2 separate regions of the Ovis aries genome follow, and region 2 is linked to region 1. The links are chromatin contacts, called in public Hi-C maps. All regions are on one chromosome and are shown on one strand. The core of a region is the stretch at or near the end of the contact, and the rest is flanking DNA. Distances in the headings are between cores, read along the strand shown. Region 1 overlaps LOC101121034 (polycystin-1-like protein 2). Region 2 overlaps GAN (gigaxonin).

The links. A called contact is a pair of places that touch in the nucleus more often than the background predicts.
Region 2: a Hi-C map of liver shows a contact between it and region 1, with 2.2 times the contacts expected there. The contact joins two enhancer-like sites. A contact is called at or near these places in 5 of 16 Hi-C or Micro-C datasets (hypothalamus, liver, muscle and 1 more).

What each region holds. Positions count from the first base shown.
Region 1 is chr14:7,350,797-7,355,141 of ARS-UI_Ramb_v3.0, reverse strand. The region is part of intron 5 of LOC101121034 (polycystin-1-like protein 2); the gene reads left to right. LOC106990575 (a long non-coding RNA gene) reads right to left here. Exons shown (of 13, transcript XR_009596265.1): 12 at 1-4,345. Among named protein-coding and RNA genes, the nearest start is that of BCO1, 33 kb to the left of the region's middle. Within about 2 kb of position 1,776, at least 1 of the 54 cell types and tissues checked has an H3K27ac peak or open chromatin away from gene starts, as enhancers often do. A contact at or near this core is called in liver, where this site is marked.
Region 2 is chr14:7,478,420-7,482,764 of ARS-UI_Ramb_v3.0, reverse strand. All of the region lies in intron 9 of GAN (gigaxonin), which reads right to left. Among named protein-coding and RNA genes, the nearest start is that of GAN, 42 kb to the right of the region's middle. Within about 2 kb of position 2,179, at least 10 of the 54 cell types and tissues checked have an H3K27ac peak or open chromatin away from gene starts, as enhancers often do. A contact at or near this core is called in liver, where this site is marked.

The sequences.
Region 1 (4,345 bases), core at 527-3,026:
GGCTGCCCCATCAGTTCCAGGTCTTCCTTGGGTTCTGGCTCATTTCAGGGGCCCCAGTTCAACAAGGATCCTCAGGGAAATCATGGCGGCCCATAAGCCCCTCACCTAACCCTGAAACATCTCTGGTTCTACCTTGTGGGGCTAGGTCTCTGAATCCAGCCCCGCAGGTGCCTGGCCTTCCTGGAAGGCCTGGGTGGGCTGGGGCAAACGAAGGGCAAGCCCTGCCCACAGCCCAGATCTGGTTCAGTGAGTGTGCTGGGTCTCAAGTTCAGAAATCCTCTGGGGTCTCAGGCATCGTGCCATGCCGCCAAATAAACTGTGTCCAGAGGCTGGGGTTCTTATCCCAGATACAATTTGAGACCCAGAGATAATATCTGGGTTTCCATTTCCTTCCCTATCACATTTATATTGATGGTGATCTTAATACATTTATTGACCAGGGAATTTTTGTGGAAATTAATATCTGTGCTGTTAATATGTTTCTGGTCAATAATGTGTTAACAGTTTTACAGAATAAAATAAATTATACATGAAGATGCTTTGTGGGGGAAAAAAAAGGTTTAAGTGATAGAAACACCCAAGGCATTATTATGTGGGTTTCTTCCCATTTGCTAGTATTTCATAAATAAAACAAGAAGTGCTATGTTATACAATCTTTCACCCCCTAAATTTCATACAAATTGTATTTAGCATAAGTTAAAATTGACTGACTGTAGCCCTGCTAAGCTCTTTAGTTACACAAGGACATCTTAGTAACATACAAGTATAGTTAAACACTGGAGCAAGTGGGACAAAATGCAAATATTTGTCCACTCTGGACGGTGAACTCAAGGGTGTTTATCATATTACTCTCTGGAATTCTCTGATTAATTTTTTTCATAATCTAAGAGAAATAGCAATAAGCAATGCTTTACATTTGCAATCCCTCAGGGCATTCCTGTAAGTAAAAGCTACTGGTATTTTTTTCTTCTCTTTCGAAAGAAATAGATGGTGACACCCTTCACCATCACCCAACCCAAACAATCCAATTTTGTCTACTTTAAAGATTTGTTAGACCTTGAAACTACCCACTCACCTTCTTCTATGATTCTTTTTAACATTAGGAGATATATTTCTGATGCTCTCTTATCTGCATTAGCGGCCTCAGCACTCAATTTACAATATGAAAATAGCATGAATTTTAAGTGTACAGAAGTCACATACTCTGCATGAATGTCACTATGCTCTTTTAAAATGTGTTTGTACAGACTCCTACTTTTGCTTAACTCATTAGAGTATGAGGTGGGCTTTTCAAACCAGACCATTCATCTCCATGCCAGATAAGTCACCTGAGTTAATGGGATAGGAGGACTCTCCCAGTGGCTCAACAGGAAAGAATCCACCTGCCAGCGCAGGAAACAACGGTTTTATCCTTGGGTCAGGAAGATCCTCTGGAAAAGGAAATGGCAACCCACTCCAGGATTCCTACCAGGGAAACCCCATGGACAGAGGGGCAGGCTATAGTCCCTGGGGCTGCAGAAGAGTCAGACCCTACTTAGCGACTAAACAACAACGGGATAGGATCAGACCTCAAACAGAAACAAGTTAGGTCAAAGAACTTCTCCTTTAAGTGCTTGCCTTGCGCCTCCATGTCTTGTGTTCACTTGCATGGCAAGCTGTTTGGCTTCTTTGTTTGTCCTGGGCAACCTTCTACATTTCTGAAATTATATTACGTGCCTTAAGGGACCATTAGCATAAAGTGAAATCTGTCCTAGTGCGATATAACTCAGTGCCACCTACTGGCAGATCAGGGTGTTGCCGTTATTCTTGCGTCTTTATTTCAAGTCACCTCTGGACACCTCTGAGTCTGGAGGGTGACCTTCCCTTCCCATTAAGCTGTATCCCATTCATGTCAAAGCAATGTATACAAATCAGTAAGTGAGGGAGTCTTGAACTAGTTTTTAAAGTTTTCATTGAGGCACAAGGTGTGTACAGAAAAGCGCACGAAAAGATACAGCTCAATTAATTTTTACACAATAAACTCAGGCATATAACCAGCATCCAGATCAAGAAACAAAACATGACTCTCCCCCCAGAAATCCTCCAGGGATTATCCTCCAAGGATAGTCTCTAACATCACTGAATACTGTGACCTGTGTTTGAAGGTTACATAAATATAACCATAAAGTATATTTTCTTTTGTGTCTTACTTCTGCTTAATAAGCATGCTTCTGAGATTGATCCATGTTGTTGTGTATAACTGTGGTTTCTTTTTTCTCATTGCCATATACACTCTGTTGTACGAATATTTCTCTATTTATTCATTCATTCTAGCATTGACATGTACAGGGGTGGTTTCACATTTGGACTATTATTAATACAACTTGTACAGCTGTGAACATTCTAGTAAATGACTTTTCAAGCACATATGTACACATTTCCGTTGGGCTTAGACCCAGGAGTGGAATTGCTGGGTCATAGGATTATTAAATTTAAGTTCTTGTCTCCATTGCTTTGTACTCCGAGCATAGCTTCTCTTTGTTGGCAGCAGTTACTAAACCACTTTGTGCTCTTCTCCCTTGGGTAAGATCACTGAGAGAGAAATCAGGAAAAAAAAATCCATTTCCCTGCTTTTTAGTCCTGGGCAATTTCAGTTGGCATCAGAGTTTAGAGAATGAAATAAATATTTGCTAAAAAACGGGCTAGATTCAAAGCTATCCTTCACATTTCTATAAAGAGTTAGAGCTAGTTTATTCTGAAATCTACATTGTTTGATATTAATAATGGACACTCCAGCATTCTTCTGATTAGTGTTTACTGTTACATCTTTCTTTATCCTTTTACTTTTAACTGAGCCATATTGTCGTATTTAAAGTGGGCATCTAGTAGACAGGATATGGTTGAGTCTTGGTTTCTATTAAATTCCATCTGGCATAATAATTGTTACGTTTAGATCTTTTACAATTGATATAACTATTGATATAGTTAGATTTGGGTCTGTTATTTTGTTATTTGTGTTCTGTTTTACCCTATGTTTACTTCCTCCTTGTTTCTCCCCTTTCTTGCCCTCTTTTGGATTATTTGAATATTTTCAGTATTCTATTTTGCTTATTTATTGACTTTTTTGGTAACACTTATTTGGATAACGTTTTAAGTAGTTTCTTTGGGGATTATAATATATATATTTAAACTTTCACTTTATTAACTTTCAGTGCTAAAATATTACCACTAAGATATTACTAAATATTACCACTAAAATATTCACTCTAAGTGAATATTTTACCACTTCAGGTAAAATGTTAAGGTCTTATTAGCATATGGTTTCCTTTGCTTTTCATCTTTTATGTTATAATTGTCAATTGTAGGGCACTTACATACACTGAAAAGCCCTTTCAACAGTTATGCATATATCAAAGAACTTAAGAAGAAAAAACCAGTCTACATTTACCAAGACATTTACCTTTTCTTGTGCTCTCCCTTCATTCCTGAAGTTCCAAGTCTCCCTCTGATATCATTTCCCTTCAGCTGGAAAAACTTCCTTTAGCATTTTCTTTAAAGCAGATTTTATAGCAACAAAGTCTCTTAGAGAATTTCTTTATTCCTGATAATGTGTTTATTTTGCTTTAATTCCTGGAAGATACTTTTGTCAGCTATAGAATTATGTGTTGACAGTTCTTTTGACACTTTGAAGATGTCATTCACTATCTCTGACCTCCACAGTCTCCAAAGAAATCTACAGTCATTCACATCACTGTTTCCTCTATGTGGGAGGTAACTCACTTCAGTTGCGTCCAACTCTTTGTGACCTATGGACTGCAGTCCTCCAGCCTCCTCTGTCCATGGGATTCTCCAGGCAAGAACGCTGGAGTGGGTTGCCATGCCCTTCTCCAGGGTAGCTTCCTAACCCAGGGATCCAACCCATGTTTCTTACGTCTCCTGCACTGGCAGGCAGGTTCTTTCCCAATAGTGCCACCTGGGAAGCCCCTCACTATATGCAGTGTACCATTTTTTTTTCAGACCAATTTCGAGATTTTCTTTTTATTCTTTTGATTTTCAAGCTATTCAGCAATTGTGTGGGCATGCTTCAAGTTTTTTTGCTTGTTTGTTTTGTTTACATTTGGTTTCACAGAACTTCTTGAATCTTTGAATTTATGTGTTTTTCCAAATATGGAAAAATTTCAGCCAGTATTTCTTCAAATATATTTTTGTACAGCAACCGCTCTGGTGCTAAAATAACACAAATGTTTTACTTTTAGATATTGTTACACAGATTGCTGACATCCTACTCATTTTAAAAATTGTAATATTTTTTCTCTCTGTGTTCTTTAGGTTGGATAATTCCCCTTGCTCTATCTTTAAGTTAGGT
Region 2 (4,345 bases), core at 930-3,429, 130 kb before region 1:
ATAGCTAGCTAGTTTTTCCAGCATCATTTGCTAAAAAGACATTTCTTTCCCCGCTGAATTGCCTTGGCTCTTCTGTTGAAAATCAATTTAATAACCATGAAAAGGAGCCAAAGCTCCATGAAGTGGCTGATTCCACAGCTGAGACAGAAAACACAAGATGAGCCTGGACCATCTTGCGCTGCCATGGAGGAAGCGCTTCAAAAAGGGTGAGGTGTGTCAGAGGACACAGAGCCAGCATGCAGCTCCTGACGGCCGCAGCTGGAGCAACTCAGTCAACGACAGTCCTGGCTGGGCAACTCAGAGAGTAAGATGAATATCCGTGAGTCCATACCGATATAAATAAACGGCTGAATCCATTAAAGAAAATAGGGAGAAGGGACAGGTGTTCTTTACAGAATTCCAGCTGACAGAGGGAGAAGGAACGAGGGAAGCAGAAAGACCCCCGGAGGCAAACAGCATGGCTCTAACTTCCGTGAGGCCAGTCCACCGAGGGCGCTCCATTAGTGGGGAAACTTTAAGGAAAAACAGTATGTTTGCATACTCTCAAATTATCTCTCCCAGGATATTCATGAATTACAAAGGGGGAAGCAGTGACTTTCCAGGGGGAAACCCCACAGACGGCGCCTTAACCAAGTCACCAAGATTAGCATCACCAGTGACGGGACAAAGCGCCTCTCCCCCGACACCACGCAGAGAAGGGCCCAGAAGCGCTTATGAGGGATCCCCACCTCCAACGCACAGCCTCAGCCTCATCACAAGACATCGTCAGACAAGCCCAGGTGGAGAGACAGCCTAGTAGAAACATCCAATAACCTTCAAAGACTCCCAAGCACAAGGGTGGTGCCCCATCACATCCCCACTTAATTCACTTAGAACAACTAGAAACGTCAGCTGCAGTTTGGGTAAAAGACATTAGTGGATGAACTGGTGTCGAATAAAGTCTGTAGTTTACTTAATAACACCGTACCAAGGTGAATACTACAGCACGTAAGATGTTAACAGCAGGAGAAGCTGGGTGAATAGCTTATGGGAACTCTATTTTTGCTACTTTTCTACAGGTCTAAAATTATTCCCAGATAAAAGGTTTTTGTTTTTTTACTTTAAAACAAAACAAACTAGACTCTGCTATATAATAATGTTCACTTAAGTAAATTTGATCAATTCCCTTTCATAGCTAAAAGCATAGCCAGGTCAGAGCAGACCTCAGTTAGAGGAAATGTATGTAAGCCCTTTAGCACCACCAATGTCCAGGCCTCCACTCACTACTGGAGCACGTATAATTATTTCACTAAGAGCAGCGCTCTGTTTTTTCCCAATGCACACTCTCCCCAGACTGTTACAGAGTGGTACATTCCCTATTTTGAATCCCAAGAAATGCAGAAGCAGGATGTTGTCCGAGATCACGGAACAACTCAGAGACCAAGCTGCTATAAAGTGAAGATCTGACTCCTCTAATATCTGAAAGCTGATTGGTATCAAGCAGTTTGTGGGACTGGGAATACAACTTGGCCCCTGCCCCTGAGCTGCCTCTAATAAACAGGGAAAGGGAAAAACTAAGAGCTATCCCTGCAAATGAAATCGGGCGATCGCTGACCTCATGTCTCACGGGCACTGGACCCACGAATGCTTGCACCTGAGGCTCCACCAAGTCTGAGCACACCCACTGCCTGCAGAGCGCTGGGAGCCCCTCTCTGGAGTGCCAGAGGAGACCTCAGGTCCGCAAGAGCGTCCTGCTCACAGAGCCCGGATGTTACCCAGGCGTACTCAACAGAAGAGCCAGATAAATGAGAGCCACTTCTCAGGGCACTAAACAATTAACAGACGCCAACTCTGATGACTCGGATGATGGGAGTATCTACCACGCAGGGATGTGGACACAGCTAGCACAACGATGCTCCGTAAGTGAAAGAGGAAAATAGGCTTATGATGGAAAGGTAGGAGACTGCGGCGGAGAAATTTTACAAATCTAATATGCTACCTGAGGAAGGTAGAAAAGGAAAAACAAAATAAACCCAGAGTAAGTAAAAGGAGGGAAATAAGACAAGAGGAGAAACCAACGGAACAATACACAATGGAGAAAATGAACACTGATAGGAGCAGGCTCTTTGAGAAGGTAAGTACAATGCTAAACTTTGTCAACAGAGGGTGCTGGAGGGACTGCAAGGCTTGGAGAGGAAAGGGCTTCTTATCTGGTGTCGGTTGTCGGCTCTGCCGTCTCCAGTGTGCAGGGGACCCGGAGGTGCTCACTTGCGGGGAGGTGCTCTGCTAGCCAGCAAGCAGCTTCGCACACCAGCTCTGGCCCCGGCAGCCCAGGGCTCTGCTGTATCCTGGGCCACTGCACCCACTCCTCTACAGAGGTGACTCCCAGCCCTGCAGGGTGGGGAGCAAACTTCCAAGCTTGTTCCTTCCTGGGACATTTTCCCTCGGTCTTAAAGGCTGCAGCTGCACTTCTTTCTTGGCTATTTCTGCTTTCATCAGAGTCTCCTCTCACAGGTTAGCAGTTAACTCCTCCTACTGGTTAATCATTAGGTCGGTGACCACCTGGCCACCTGTTTATGGAAAGCTGACAGCTATTTTCGAAACTGCAGCTGACTTTTCTACTTACTCTAAGTGAATTACGTGGGGATGTGGTGGGGCCCCACCCTTGTCCTTGCGAGTCTTTGATGGTGGCACTGAGGTCTGCATGCTCCTCAGCGTGCACCGCTGCCCCTGGTTCTCGACCTTGGCAGGGGAGGAACGCTCCGGGAACTTCCACTTAACCCTTGCTCCGGTAATGGTCCCTGACCTGCAGGTCAGAGAACCATATGGGGATGTGGCCAGTGGTCAGAGATGTCTGTCAAGTATCCGTTCATCAAAAGATGAAGCTGACAGGTCTTGACTGCAGAGAATAGTTAACTGATTTATTAAAAACGAGAAGGGGAGGGCACGTGGGCTGAGCACATGCACAGAGGCAACAAGACACAGGATGGATGTAAGAAGTGAGCTGCACTCCAGAACACGGGAAAAGAAGAAAGGGGAAAAGGCCGGATGTTCTTCTCAACCTCAGATCACGGAGGGCCCCGAGGAGGAGGCAACTAGGAATAATCTCCATCTGAACGAAATGACCAAAGGCAGACTAATCTTTCAAAAGCACTAGTAGGTGAAATGTATCAGAGAGACTGGTTAGAAGGCCAAGGACACCGCACGTATGACAGGGAACTCGCTGGAGTTGTGGCAGAGAAATAAAGGTGGGTGTGTGTGAAAAACACTATAGAGTTTAAAAAAAATAAGATTTGGCAACTCATGAGATGCGAAGCATAACAGAGAATCAAAGATGACTTAAAACAGAACACAGACCACCAGGAGGACGACAGTACCAGTCTAGTACAGTCCTAGAACCAGGGATGCAAAGAGCAGACACAGACACACTGTCTTTCTGGATACACAAAGTTGCTACTGTGACTTGGTATAAATACGGGCAATTTAAAAAAATTTTTGCTTTCCTTCAAACACTTTTGCTTTTAGTCAGAAACACAGAAAATAGTAAGATGTGGCATTTTTCCAGGAAACTTTTAACCTAAAAATAGGGAACAAAGACAGGAAAGACAAGAGATTACTTTAAAACAATAAATAGTCTTCAATCTAAGGCAGGTTGTTCACTTGGCAGCAGCTTCCAAAGTATGCAAATACCACACACTTGGAAACATCTGAGCTTTAAAGAGAGAAACTACTCACAGATGTTTTCCCCCTTCTATAGGTTTTCGTGGGAAAGACTAAGTTTTTTAGGCACTATTGTGTGGTATCTGAACTGGTGGTCTCTGAGGCCAGGACGCCCGAGTTCAAATGCCAGCTCTGCCACATGCTGTCTGTGTGTTTTGGGGCACATGACTCAACCTCTCTGTGTTTTGATTTCCTCATATGCAAGACAGGAATGAAAGAGTACCTGTATCTCAGAGGGCTGTTTTGAAGATTAAATGTGTTAAATGAGGCACTTAGTATTGTATGTTTTTTTTTTTCCTTTTTAGTATTGTATGTTTATGTTTAGCTTTATCTAAACAAGAGTCCTATATATTGACAACAGAAATCAAGCTTTCTTCATTCTATTTGTGAACAAACACTGAGAACTTGAATATAAGCAAACTACAGATAAGTGAATTTTACTGGGAAGTACTTTAAACAGCAATGAAGAAGTAATAGTCATGTGTAACAATTACGAACGAAAGCAAGTTAATACTCTTAGAGAGTGAAATGTGAAAGTAAAGTCGCTTAGTCATGTCCAACTCTTTGCGACCCCATGGACTGGCCCTACCCAGGCTCCTCCATCCATGGAATTTCCCAGGCAAAAGTACTGGAGTGGGTTGCCATT